Regions from separate parts of the Rattus norvegicus genome. Here all the other regions are linked to region 2. The links are chromatin contacts, called in public Hi-C maps. All regions are on one chromosome and are shown on one strand. Each heading gives the region's core, a stretch centred on a gene start, on an enhancer-like site or on the middle of the called end of the contact. The rest is flanking DNA. Distances are from core to core; before and after follow the strand shown. Region 1 has its middle 42 kb from the start of Dsc1. Region 2 overlaps Dsg2 (desmoglein 2). Region 3 has its middle 41 kb from the start of Dsc3.

Evidence for each region. A called contact is a pair of places that touch in the nucleus more often than the background predicts.
Region 1: a Hi-C map of liver shows a contact between it and region 2, with 3 times the contacts expected there. The contact joins two enhancer-like sites. A contact is called at or near these places in 3 of 12 Hi-C or Micro-C datasets (kidney, liver and mammary epithelial cells).
Region 3: a Hi-C map of liver shows a contact between it and region 2, with 4 times the contacts expected there. The contact joins two enhancer-like sites. A contact is called at or near these places in 3 of 12 Hi-C or Micro-C datasets (the A7r5 cell line, hepatocytes and liver).

The regions. Positions count from the first base shown.
Region 1 is chr18:11,843,425-11,848,109 of GRCr8, forward strand. No RefSeq gene overlaps it. Among named protein-coding and RNA genes, the nearest start is that of Dsc1, 42 kb to the left of the region's middle. Within about 2 kb of position 3,062, at least 2 of the 93 cell types and tissues checked have an H3K27ac peak or open chromatin away from gene starts, as enhancers often do. A contact at or near this core is called in liver, where this site is marked.
Region 2 is chr18:12,125,657-12,130,129 of GRCr8, forward strand. All of the region lies in intron 1 of Dsg2 (desmoglein 2), which reads left to right. Among named protein-coding and RNA genes, the nearest start is that of Dsg2, 6.6 kb to the left of the region's middle. Within about 2 kb of position 3,160, at least 7 of the 93 cell types and tissues checked have an H3K27ac peak or open chromatin away from gene starts, as enhancers often do. A contact at or near this core is called in liver, where this site is marked.
Region 3 is chr18:11,645,197-11,650,132 of GRCr8, forward strand. No RefSeq gene overlaps it. Among named protein-coding and RNA genes, the nearest start is that of Dsc3, 41 kb to the right of the region's middle. Within about 2 kb of position 2,940, at least 2 of the 93 cell types and tissues checked have an H3K27ac peak or open chromatin away from gene starts, as enhancers often do. A contact at or near this core is called in liver, where this site is marked.

The DNA of each region.
Region 1 (4,685 bases), core at 1,812-4,311, 280 kb before region 2:
TGACTACCTCGCTATGACCACCTTGCAATTATGTCTTTGTTTCAGAAGGCCATTATGACTAATTTGTTCACCTCCTATAACCCAGACTGTTTTGTCCACCAAACCCCCTATTTGGAAACGCCCCTACTCCTAAGCTATCAAATCCTTGTCTTCCTCATATCCAATGCTAATCTCTTGAATACCACTTTGTGTGTGTGTGTGGGGGGGGGGGAGAAGAGGGAGAGGGAGAGAGGGAGGGAGAGTGCCCATTTAACACAATAAAAATGTTTGCTTTAATTAATTTGGCCATGATGATTTGGGTCTTTCTCAACATCCCCACTCCCTACTTCTCTTCCCATCTTTAGGACTGGCACCTGGCAGGATCCCTACTCCCTTAAGCAAATACTTCTCTCTTAACATCCCAGTATAGCTGCTGTGTGTATCTTCAGCTTTCTGGTAGGTTCTGGAAAAAATGGTTAATTTGCAGTTTGGCTATTCATGATGAGCTTTTGCTCTAATTGTATATTTTATATATTTACATTTCAAGTGTTATCTCCTTTTCTGGCTTCCCCTCTGGAAACCCACTATCTCACTCCCCCACTTCCCCTAAAGAGTGCTCCCCCACCCACCTACCCACCCACTCCCTCCCACCTCTCTGCCCTAGCATTCTCCTACACTGGGGCATCGAGCCTTCACAGGACCAAGGGACTCTCCTCCCTTTGATGTCAGAAAAGGCCATCCTCTGTTACATATGCGGCTGAAGCCATGGATCCCTCTATGTGTATTTTTTGGTTAGTAGTTTAGTCCCTGGGAGCTCTGGGGGGGGGGGGGTCTGGTTGGTTGATATTGCTGTTCTTCCTATGGGGTTGCGAACCCCTTCAACTCCTTCAGTCCTTTCTCTAACTCCTCCAATGGGGGCCCCGTTCTCAGTTCAATGATTGGCTGGGAGCATCTGCCTCTGTATTTGTCATGCTCTGGTAGAGCCTCTCAGGAGACAGCTATATCAGGCTCTTGTCAGCAAGCACTTCTTGGCATTCACATAGTGTCTGGATTTGGTGTCTGTATATGGGATGGATCCCGAGGTGGGGCAGTCTCTGTATGGCCTTTCCTTCAGTCTCTGCTCCACACTTTGTCTCCATATTTCCTTTAGGCAGGAGTGATTCTGAGTTAAAAATTTGGAGATGAGTGGGTGGCCCCATTCCTCAACCAGGGGCCTTGCCTAACCTCTGGATGTGGTCTCTACAGGTTCTCCCTCCCCCTTGTTGGGCCTTTCAGTTAATCTCATCCCTGTTGAATCCTAGCCTCTTGCTCTCCTGGCATCTGGGACTTGCTGGTGGCTACCCCCAGGTCCCCCATGATGAACTTCTAAGAATGAAGAGTTATGTTCTTTCTAATTCTTGGCATATAAACCCAGGATATAAAAGGAATGGTTTCATGTTTTTCTAATACATCACTTATATTTCGTGTTCCACACTGGCCCTTCATTACATCTACTGTACACAGGTTTGAGAAAAATATGACTTAAATTGTCTCCCTGGTCATATGTAGTTTATAGGTATGTGAATTACTTTATTAAATTTTTTACTTAACAGTCTGACTTTGAGATACAGATATGTGTACCCAACCAATGAACAGAAGCTGCTGACCCCTCTGTTGAATTAGGGAAAAGCCCAAGGAAGCTGAGAAGGAGGGCAAACCTGTAGGGAGACCAGCAGTCTCAATTAATCTGGACCACGGAGATCTCTCAGACACTGGACCACCAACCAGGCAGCATACACCAGCTGAGATGAGGCCTCCAACACAGATACAGCAGAGGACTCCAGGGTCTGGGTTCAGTCAGAGAAGATGCACCTAACCCTCAAGAGACTGGAGGCCCCAGGAAGTTTAGAGGTCAGGTGTGGGTGTAGGGGGACATCCTTGTGGAAACGAGATGGGGGGAGTGGGGGATGGGAGGAGGTATGGGATGTGGAACAGTTGGAGGGTAGACTGAGAAGGGAATAAAATCTGGACTGTAAAAATAAAAGAAATTAAAAAAAAATCTGACTTTGAGCTGTATTTTCATGTTTTTCCTTTCCATTTTTCCTGTGTTTTAGTTAGAAAGACTAAGGTAAATGATCTACACAACCCTTCCTAGTTACTGGGGAAGGCTCCCATGAAGATCGTGGGAAGAAGGTTAGTTGAGTGAGAAGAATTTAGCCAAGGAGCACAGCATAACATTTTGTGTCTCATCTGTACAGTCAGGTGGCTCAAGTCTTATTTTTAACCACTGCACAACCACAGGGTGCTTTTTCCCATCACAAATTGATGAGAGAGTTAAATTTCTTCCAGCTTCTTGGATCCTGTCAACACTTGTTTGCATACTTGTCAGCTTTAGACTCTCTTTCAGGGGGATTCTGCTGTATTACTGGCATTCCCCCATTCCAGGGGCTGTCCTTGCATTTCCTGCAGTTCCTTACACACACACACACACACACACACACACACACACACACACACACACACGTACCCTAATTTCTTGGATTCTTTTAACACATATGAAGTATCTGATTTAATATTCATTTACTAAATGCCATGCCAGTCAGGAAAGTTGACACAGAAATAGCTTTTTACTATTTGTTTATTTTTGCCTGTTCTACATTTTCATAGAAACCAGAAAATCTGGATACCATAACAAGTCTAGATTATTTTTTCCTTCTTCTCTGTTTCTCTGAATTTCCCATTTTGCTGTTAGTCCTGTTTGAGTAAAAAGCATACCTAAGAGTGGACTGAGGATCGCTGACCCCTATGGTGCATAGCGCTGATTTCTTTTTAAACCTGATTTTCTACAAGGTTTTATAACGCAGTCACCAGAGTGAGCAGCAGCTGCGCTCTAGATTAGATAAGAATTTGCTTTAAAAAAAAATGCATTTGATATGGGCAGTTTTCTACCCAGAGTGCCTCTCTCTCTCTCTCTCTCTCTCTCTCTCTCTCTCTCTCTCTCTCTCCTCCCTCCCTCAGTCAGGGATGTTTACAGTGTGGACCATGTCCTTCGTTTGGGTTGTTAGCTCATGGTTAAATAACTTGTTAGTCTGGTTGTTTGCCCCAATGTGGACCGCAACTCCACTCTCAGAGAACCTTTGCCTTTCCCTATTTGCTGCAGGGTGAAGTTTTCCCAACCCCCACTCCAAATAAAGCCGCCTTCCTCCAGGAGCAAAGTCTGTTGCTTTATGGCCTGAAATACTTAAAAACGATTTCGTTGGTTATACAGTTTGGTGTATGGGGGGTGGGGGGCTGTGCATAACTGGAGACGCTACTTTAGGTACTCTGCAGAACAAATGTTCTTCAGCAGGATCTAACCCTCACTAAACACAGCTGGGGATTCGGTAGAATCACATTCTCTCTTGTAAAAACCATAGCCCTGGCAGTGTTGCTGATATGAACTTTGGCACGTCTGCCACCGTTTTTCCTTTTCTCTCCTGATGAATGATCAAAGAGCAACACGATGTGCAAGGCCTCAGACACACGGTAGCGTTTAGTCATAACTACCATTGTCTCTCGGAAGGCCATACCCGTGGGATAGAATGGGGAAATGCTCTCTCGGCTTTAGGAGCACTTCCTCTTTTGTGACATCGCTCATTGTGTTTCCCTGTCCTAGCTCATGAATTTTGTGGATCCCAGGAGAGAGCCCTCCACTCTCTTCTGCTCCTTATCCATACACAGACACACATGGTAAGGTTATCCCATTTCTCATCTTTAAGGGAATGAAGCCAGATTTGCCACCATTTTACTGTCTTTACCTGGGTACCCAGGCAACAGTTAACTGAACCAAAACTCTGGCCTTTAGATAAATGCCAAACTTCTTATTTCAATCTTCTCATTCACTAAGTTTTTCCCACCCCCACCCCAGAGTGGTTTTGACAGAATAACGTCTGAGTTTGCACATGACCTGATCAGGCCTGCACCTACTTCCTCATCTTTATTACTCCAGGAGTTGGTCCCACATATCTTTCAACCTCGGGCTTTGAGTTCTTACTTATCTTTACAAAGATAAAGCAGGAATTATACCTTTCAAAGTTGCTCCTATTACAGGAGGAACCACAATCCTACTATCCACAAAGGACCCTGGGAAAGGTAAAGAGAAACAGACTCAAACAGTGTCACTACAGAACACAGGAGAAAGGAGTTAGGTAGAAAAGTGGCACTGTCTTGACAGAGTTTGACTCTAGCTAAAAGTCATTTCGATGTAGATTTCTTTCCACAAATTAAATGCACTATTTGGTTTTCAAGGGAGGTAATCCAAAATCTGATCATTATTTTATCCCCTTCAAAGTTCAGGATCCCTGGTGGAATCATGGGGCTTCCTCATCAGATCAATAACCTTCCTACCTCTGCCTTAACTCTCAAATAGACAGGAAGAGGGAGAATCCAGCAAAAACTACGAATTGGAATGAAAAGGCCCATGAAACTTGGATGGGGGTTGAGGCTGATTCCTCGATTTTCTGATGAAAGTGCCTTCCTCTTTCCCAGTCTGCTGGCCTCTCATCTTGATATCTGGGAGCTTGTCATCCCTGCTATGTAGGCATTGGAGACAATTTTCTAGGACTGTTTGTTTCTGAGACTTTTGCTTTTTGGGTCTATGTGACTGCGTGTTTATTTATCTTTAATGCCCCTCTTAAGCATATGTATTTACCAACTTCTAAACTTCACCCATGCTTCTTCACATACTC
Region 2 (4,473 bases), core at 1,910-4,409:
ATGGATAGAAGATAGATGATAGATAGATAGATAGATAGATAGATATAGATAGATAGATAGATAATAGATGGAAGATAGATAGATGATAGATAGATAGATAATAGATAGAAGATAGAAAGAAAGAAAGAAAGAAAGAAAGAAAGAAAGAAAGAAAGAAAGGAAGGAAGGAAGAAAGAATAGCCAGCCATGTTTGGATTGACGCTTTTAAGTTTTTCTTCAAAATAGTTCTAATTACTTATATGTATTTTTGTATGTGTACACCTGTGTACCACAGTGTGCATGTGGAGGTCAGAGGACAATTTCAAGCATCTTCTCCTTCTGCAATGTGTGTTCCAGGGGTCAAACTAGGAACGCTGGGCTTGGCACCAAATACCCACACCTCTAAACTGTCTTTCTGGCCTCTGGATTGATACTTTTTAAAACAGTCAAATTCTATTAAAATTGGAGTCCAGAGATTTACTTACGTTGTGTACAAGTGTTAAGCCTGCACGTATTGTGCAGCACACACTGCAGTACCCGCAGAGGCCAGAAGAGGGCTTTGCATCCCGTGGGTTTAGATGTATTTTAGCCTCCCATTAACACAGCTTTTTCTCAACGGGTGCCACAAAGCTCGGCTGCTTTGAAGGGAAGCCCATTTTAACGATGTGCTCTGTCGGTGATGAAAGACATCCCCCTATCCTTCCTTAGTTCATGCTTACATTCAGAAGTATACCTTGTATGACAATAAACATGTTTACTTTAAAGTTCAATAAGCTTTTTTAATAGTTAAGTCTGAAAATTGGTATGCGGGAAGGTGGGGTGCCAGGATATATATCACACTCTCATAAGAAACGCCTATAGGAAAAAAAAACTAGCTATGTATGACCACATAGTGCTAGGCAGTGTGCTGGAAGTAAGAAGTCTGTAGCAAAGGCAGACATATCCTGCCCACAGGATGCTTGCAAAATAGAATGACTGACCTCCCACTGGGTACAGAGAAGAGTAGCGATCGATCGACGCAGTACCAAAGGAGGAACTGTGCCAGCCTTGGGTGTCCAGACACCACAGGAGAATAGCGACAAACCGATGAGATGGTAGGAAGAGGAAGAGGTCTAGGTTGAGAGTACTGTGCGTAGGCCTGGAGGCCTGTCCTTTAGAGAAGCTAGAAGAGGATTCCTTGTTGCCTTAACGTAGGATGTGCAACAGACGAATGGATAAGAGGGAAGTCATTGGCCTCCAAACTAACAGAGGAAGCCAAAAGGGCTCCCTGCCAAGTGGGAGTTTTTGGGAGGACATTGCTTACCTTCACAGTGTTGGAATGTTCACATGCCAACAGGAGCAACGGACAGAAGAATGATTCATTGTGGCTCTTGGCCCCAGAGGGTTCTGCCCATCACCCCAGTTTTTCAAGCAAACAGGTTGAAAGGATAGTACTGTGTGGGTACCTCACTGGGAGACATCGTCTGGGACCAGAAGCTGGGAAGGGAGTAGGCGGGGGCAGCTGAGAGAATACTGACCCCAGAACCATGAGTAAGAAGGATGGGAAGCCGCCCAGTAGCCAGGCTGACCTGGGCACCCCCACTCTTTGTTGTTCCCTAAGGGTTCCCCAACATCTTAGCTTAACAAAGCTGCTGTCTGAAAACCTCAGTCGTCCAGACACTTACCTCCCCATGCCAGGGGCACTGCCAAGGATGGCCCTCCCCCTATCCGTCCCATCTCTCCTGGCTTATTCCTTTAATCTTCAAACTGTCTCCTGCCTTTTTCTGTAGTACCAGGAAATTCTTCAGATTCCCCATTTGAAGGGGGTGGCTCCCTCGTGATCAGTGACGGTCCTCCCCACTTTGTCTGATTTTCCTGCTTGCCACCATCTTACGGAAGGCCTAGACGCTAGCTAGACACAGCTGCTTGTTCTGCCTGCTAGCGTCTTTTGATCTGTGGCTTTCCTCCTTTCTCCTAGCTTTTGCACCTTCTCCAAAGCCACGCCCATTGCCACCTCCTCCCTCCCAGCAGGAAGCAGGAAGTAGCTTTGGCCTCTGCTAGCTCCCCAGAACCCCGTATGCAGATGGTTTTCCCAGGATTAAGACTCTCCTACTGGTTAGCCATGGTCAGCCATGATAGGAAAACCACGATAAGGTCCAGGTGATTGGTCCTGTTACAGCTGCTGCACATCTCTTACTACGCCTAACTTATGAGCTATAACACTGTCGTGTGGTTATGCAAATAATAGAGATGCAGAGGTCCGGACCAGCCCCTCTTGGGAGGAATAAAAACTTCCTTCTCTCCCAGCTAAGCTCTGACAGTCACTAGAGCGGCGACCCTACTGCATATGCCTAGAAGCTCACTAAATTCCTTAAACACAGAGAGGGTCCTTCCAAGTGAGTCCATTTCTTTCTGTGTTTGAGAAGCCAGCAAAGCCATCTGACTTGCACGGGAGAGTTAGTGAATAAAACTGGGGATAATTATGAATAGTAAGCAGTGTAGACCAACGCCCGGTGAAATCGCACTTCTCCTATCACACGTGGAATCTCCATTTTCATGATATCTGTGTGGAACACAAGAGTTTTTAAAAAGCAGGGCTACGAAAGGGAATGAAGAGACCTAAACAAAGCAGGAAGGGAAACCAGATGGCAGTGGCCAAGTGTGCTGTAAACGCAGGGGCTGGGATGTGTGGAGGGAAGGAGAGAACAAGCAAGAAGGAGCTGGGGCCAGGAGGAAGATGGGACAGAGTGTGATCCTGAAGGTATTATAAAATAGCACATGACACCCATTCCTTTGCAGGCTAACCAGGGGTCCTAAACGGAGTGCCCAGATACACTGAATATGAGGTACTTGACTCCCGTACACTTCACAGTCCTGAATTATGTGGGTGCAAAGCAGTCTCTGGGTGCACTCACACTCTCCCATGATGGTGGAGCTTACAGTGGGGAACGGTAGTGTGGGCAAGGGAACTCGATGGTTGTATAGCATCCCTCAGTGCCAGTATGTGGGGCTGCATAGAGAGCACCCAGTGTCTGCCAGCTCACATATGCCAGTGCACGGTGCTGCAACGAAATGTAAAAGCAATTTACCTAATTTCATGGCTAGAATCCTGCAAACGCGTTCGCACAGACCGTTCCATACTGCCGGGCCACTTTTCTGGAGACAATCGTTGGTCAGTTTCTGGTGCGTCGTGGAGTCCGTCTTCCTGGCAGACCAGTGCCATCTAGTGGGGGGTAAGAAGGCTGCATTCTTAAACCTCAGGGAAGAAGATCCAGTTTCTCACATTTTATTTTTTTAGGAGTACTTTTCAGAGATAATTGCGCCGCAATTAAAAATTTTTTTTTAAAAAAAGATGGAAACCGCCCATGATTCTTAAATGTCAAATAAAAGGGAGCATATATACACTTTAACTTCTGGCTTGTCCAATTTCAAACGCGTTTGTGGCTGCCTTCAGAGAAGTGCGGCAATAAAATGGTTAAAAAAAAAAAATCAGGGCTGGAGAGATGGCTCAGCGGGTAAGAGCACTGACTGCTGTTCCTGAGGTCCTGAGTTCAAATCCCAGCAACCACATGATGGCTGAGACCCATCTGTAATGAGATCCGATGCCCTCTTCTGGTGTGTCTGAAGACAGCTACAGTGTACTTATATATAATAAATAAATCTTAAAAAAAAAAAAAATCAATGATCAATGTCCAGGATCGGTGTTACCTGTAAACCTGAAGGAGAGATATAAACCAGAAGGAAAGTACCTCGTACGGAAAGCAGTCTTGGGGCTGGAGAGAGGGCTCCGCGTCGACAGTGCTCACTGCTCATGGAGAGGACCAGGTCTATGTTGTCAGCACCCACAAGGGGCAGCTCATACTTCATACGCTCAGTTTCTGACCTCTGTGCACACGAGTACACACACAGACACACATAGGCACACATGCATTCATGCACATACACAACAATTTCTTTTTTTTTTTGTTTAAACATGTTTATTACAACAGATACAATTCACATCTGACTAGCTTTGTTTCTCCTTTCCCCTCCCACAACCATGTTCATTGGGCCACTTCCTTGTATTTGAGCAGTCAATGTACTTCCAGCACACTTGCCCAGCAGTACTTTAAGTCCATTCTTACAGGGTGAAAATGGATTTCAATAATTTATACAAACGTGGGTTATGCTCAATCACTGCAACTCCAGCTACTGTACACAGGAATGAGAAGGTTATAGAAAAGTGCCACAGCAACAGTGCCCCAAGAAAGGAAAGAGGGCACCTTTAAAAAAATGGATAAAATCAGGCCAAGGGACTTCAGAGGGAATGGAACATACAGGAAATGAAAACATTTCTTTGCAAAACAAATGGAGCAGCACTGCTCTTGATCAGGTGCAAGTGCTGATCAGTTGTCTCATGATATTTGTACACTGCTCATAAGGTTCAAAATCGTATCCTCACACACAGATCACCTGGTGCTTGCACTGGATTTTTGAAAATGCAAGATTTCTGAATGATAAATTAACCCCCCAAAT
Region 3 (4,936 bases), core at 1,690-4,189, 480 kb before region 2:
TATTTTTTAAATGTCTTGGCTACTCAGCAGGCTGGGCAGTTCTAATTCTCCGTCCAATTCCCTGGGCCTAATTGGGGAAGTGACCACTGGTTGACTATCTCCTGGAGCTCCTTCATCCAACCCTCTTCCATCACATCATTGAGATCTTCACCCCCCCCAACCTAGCCCACACAACTCTAAGGGCCACACCCTGCCTCCCTTTGCCGAGCTATTGGCCACTGGCATCTTTATTGATCTATCAAAAACCAATTGGGGACAAGAACCTTTAGCATTTGGACGAGCAGATTCCCGATTGAATCAAATCATTAGAACCAATCTCCAACATGTGACAGAGCCTAAGTGACCCCTAATGACATCTCAACTTTCTACTCATGCCTGGGTGTCCAACTTGTTCTTTGAAGTAGGAAATGTAATTTGCCTCTAATCATTAAACTTTGGTGAAGAGAGTCGATGAGATGGACCAAAGGCCTGCAGCATAAGCCCAAGGACCTGAGCTCCATCCCTGCAAGTGGAAGGCGAGAACCTATTTCACAGAGCTGTCCTCTGACCTCCATAAATACTCAGTAACACACATGCCCTCACCCAAGCATATCACGCACACACACACACACACACACACACACACACACACACACACACACACAGACACACATGCACTCACACACACACAAATAACTAAAATAGCAATAATAAAATACCTTCTAAGTATATGAAAAATAAAAGCATGTGGCTGAGATGTCTCTCCTTTGGCTAAGACTCCATATGGCAGAGTAGAGACAGCAGGAGTTACACTGAGGAAAGTAGCATGTCAAAGCCTCTATGTTGCTTGTGAGACATGAGGGCACCCCACCACAGTGACAACAGGCAACAAAAACAGGCACCACTGGGTGTAGTGACAGCATCCGAAGTCCCAGCATGTGGGAGGCTGAAAAAGGAGGATCACAAGTTCAAGGCTAACTTGGACCATGTCTCTAAAACAACAAGAAGCTAGAACTGGGAAATCTACAAGGAAATGAAGTCTGCCAGCAACCTGAGTGAGTCTTTCTTCTTCGGGCCTCTGGGTGAGAGTGCAGTGCAGTATGGCAGCTTCCTGGTATCTCCAGCTGCATTTTGTGGGGTGGGGGTGGGTGGATCATAGAATCCTGATTATAAATCTGGGCTCCTTAAATCCATAAAGTTCTTGGCCATTTGTAAGACATCAATAGAAAAGGGTCATAGAAGATTCCTCCTCAGATAAAACAATTTACACAAGGAAATGTAACAGAAATGACAAAGTAACGAGAGAAACACTAAGTCACAAGGGCCGATACCTCAGAGTGTGACAACGGAAACATTTCTTTCAGGGAAAGCTCACATTTGCTATGTAGAACTTAAAGAGTTCATATGTGAAGAGACATCTATCACACATACACCAAGATATCCTGGCATATGAGCAAAGCTCCTCGTTAAATGAAGAAGGGGGTAACTACATTAACCGTGAACTAAGAAGCAGCTGACATGATCAATAGATAAACTGATCTAATAATGGCATAATAATCAGCCATGTTCTCTAATTAAGAAACAATGGACACTCATCATCATTATCGCTCATCGTAATGAATGTCTCTCACACAACCATGAAGAATTTTAAGAGCAGTCTCATAGGCTGCAGGCTTCTGGCATCTTGAAATCCTGTTGTTTGTTGTTGTAAAAATATAAATGTATGTGGCTGGCAAATTACTGCAAGCACAAGTATTTCTATCTCTTACCTTTCTTACCACAGAGAAGACTGTAGATCTATGGATTCAGAAGTGCGTAGAATCTTAGAATATAAAACAAGAGGAAACATGTGGTCTTTGCTTCAGAGAGGGGCGCCAAGTGTCAGTGTAAGACATTGGCTCAGGGTAGAGACAAAACGCTGAAAGGTAACATAGGCCAGCTGGAGGGTAAATGGCTCTACAGATCCAGGCTGTAGAGACATGTTGAAGGACAAGCTAGAGCCCCACTATTGGAAGATGACCAAGATGCCAAATGTTGGTATTGGCAGTGAGGTTCTCTAAAACACTTGCTGGCACATGCCTTCTTGGATAGTCAGTTACAAAGGAGCCTCCCTGTGATGCGCACATGAAGACCTCTGGCAATCATCAAAGCCCAGCTGCGAGCTCAAGATCTAGCTCAAGAAAGCACAGAAAATCAGATGAGGGAAGGAGCAGAAAGAAAATTAGAAGAAACAGAGTAGCCCAGGGAGCTAAAGAAAAAACAGTGAGACCATGGGAAAGCAAGAAGATGAAAAAAAGAATGGAGGGAGAAAATGCAAGAGAGCAGGCACCCCTTACTGAACCAAAGCAAGATCCCAGACGCTGGGTGGACACAGGATACAAGCCCAGACATCCCACTGGGATCCCCACACCCACCCCATTCCAGCTCACATATGCTGCCTTTAGAAATAGGGACACGCCAAGCAAAGCATTTCCTCTCCCTTCCAGGAATGAAACTTAAAATTTAAAACTGGCTTTAGTTACTCTCCTCACTGCTATATCTTTAGCATTGAAAACTATCCTTAGCATGTGGTAACTGACCAAGAATTATCACTAACTGAATGAATAAATTAATGAATGGTCATATTTTAAACAAGAGACTACGTAGGTAGATCTAGTACTTACATAGGTCACCTGACAAGTCACAAAGTATTTCCACACATGGACACAAAAAAAATCAGAGCATTATTTGTACTCAAACTTGAACCTTGCTCTTGGCTTGGCCTAAGTACACACACACACACACACACACACACACACACACACACACACACACTGAATGTGGGGACCAAGCAGACAAAAGCTCTCTTAGAAAACATCAGGTGTCTTCCTGCCAGGGAGCGCCACAAGAATTTGCTGAGTAAACACTCCATTCTATAAGTGTCACAACCACAATAGGGGTGGGACCCCCCACTGTCTCCTCTACAGGGCCAAAGACACCTCCCTGCCGGAGCTTGAATGTGTGTTGTACTTACTAGCCAATAGATTCAAAGGTCAATGTGCTTAGCCAATAAGTTTAAACTGTAACCTTGCTTGTACTCCTAAAACAGTATAAAAAGTGTGTGCCTTTGTCCCTGGGGGTCACCTCTGCCCCGATTGCAGAATGACCCTAGTGCACTAGACTAGTAAACCTCTTGCTTATTATATCGATCTCCGTCTCTGTGTCTCTGTGTGTGGGACATCCTGTACACAGGACTCAGTGGGCTTTTCTCAAGTCTTACAACAACACACACACACACACACACACCATGTGTGTGTGTTAGGATTATTTTATTTTTTTATTTACATATATATATGTATATGCAGATGCCTATGCAGTACATAAGAACACATAAACACTGGATCTGAATAGGATATCATGAGGTACCCACTAGGGGTCTAGCAACTAAACTCAGATTCTTTAGAAGAGCATTAAGTGCTCTTAACCACTGTGCCATCTCTCCAGCCCCTACAGGTGCATCTGTGTGTGCTTTCTTGTCCCTCTCTCTGGGTCTTTATTCTTATGCTGTCTTAAAGTCTCCTGAAGACAGTGGCTTTAACCTGCTGTTACATGATTGCTGTGCATGCTCAGTTATGGAGTGGAAGTTAATCTAATCAGCAGTTAGAAATAATGATTGGTTTAATTGTTATTTTTTAAAAAATATGAATACAAGTTGATTGCAGATTCGACTTTTAAGCATTTGTAAAATGAGTGAAAGTTTGTAAAAGTATTTTATTCGCCTGGTGTGATTGTCATTTTGGAGCCTTCCTGCTGGACAAGCTCACTCTTTCTAGCTCTTTCTGAACTCTGCTGGCTGGTTCAACTCAGCTGTTCTGACTCAAACTCCAGAGCTGACTGTTTCAATTTAGCTCCTCATGGAATTGCTCTGCCTGGCCTCAAACTAACTCTGGCCATCTGTTCTCATCTGACTCCTTCTTATTCTCTGACTTCAGCTGCCTCTGCTGATCTGTGCTCAACTACATGAACTCAGGACAAACTCCCAGCTCTGACTCCCAACTGCCTCAACTCTCAACTCTGTCTCTCTGTCTCTCTGTCTCTCTGTCTCTCTGTCTCTCCCTCCCCCCCCCCCTCTCTCTCTCTCTCTCTCTCTCTCTCCCTCCCCCACCCTGTGCTGCTCTTAAGAAGTGTCTCTTTCCTATCTGTCCCCATGAGACATCTTATTTCTGACTCACGTTGTCTAATCTTTCTCTGATTTGTCACTTTGTCTGCCCCTCAATTAGACATCACTATCAAGCACTGCTCCTTCTACGAACTAAACTTACCTACATTGTTTGGCATTAAAGGTGTGTGTATACTAAAGGCATATCTGTATTCCACCCAGAGGAGTTAAAAAGTCCTCTACAAAAATTAAAACTGGTTAAAGTATTGGATTGACAGTGACAGAAGTAAGAATTTATCCAATTTTGTGGAGATGTGCACTCTCAAAAATATAAGCATACGAATTTACTGTAATGGGATTATGTTCCTATTTCCCTTTTGCCTAAATATTTTTGAGTATAGAGACAAAGTAAGTTGGGAAAGTAAAGGTGTATTTGACATCATGGGTTGTCACTGGAGACATGATTTGAAGCCCAGGTTAACATATGAGATCTAGGTCCTGGAGCTGCAGAGCATGCCCAGTAAGTATTCCCTACTCTCACAGAAGACCCTGATTCTGTTCTCAGCACCCACACAGCAGCTCATAACCATCTACGACTCCAGTTCCCAGGAATCTTGTGCCCTCTTCTGGTTTCCGTAGACTCTTGCATGCACCTGGTACACAGAAATACAATCAGGCTCACATACAAAGAAAAGAAAATAATTTTAAAATAAATAAAATAAAGCCCAGATCTTCTGAATGACAAGACTTTTCAGGTTTGACAAGGTCCTCTTTTGGAGAGTAACATGGCTTTGACCATCTGAACTTATACATAGTCAC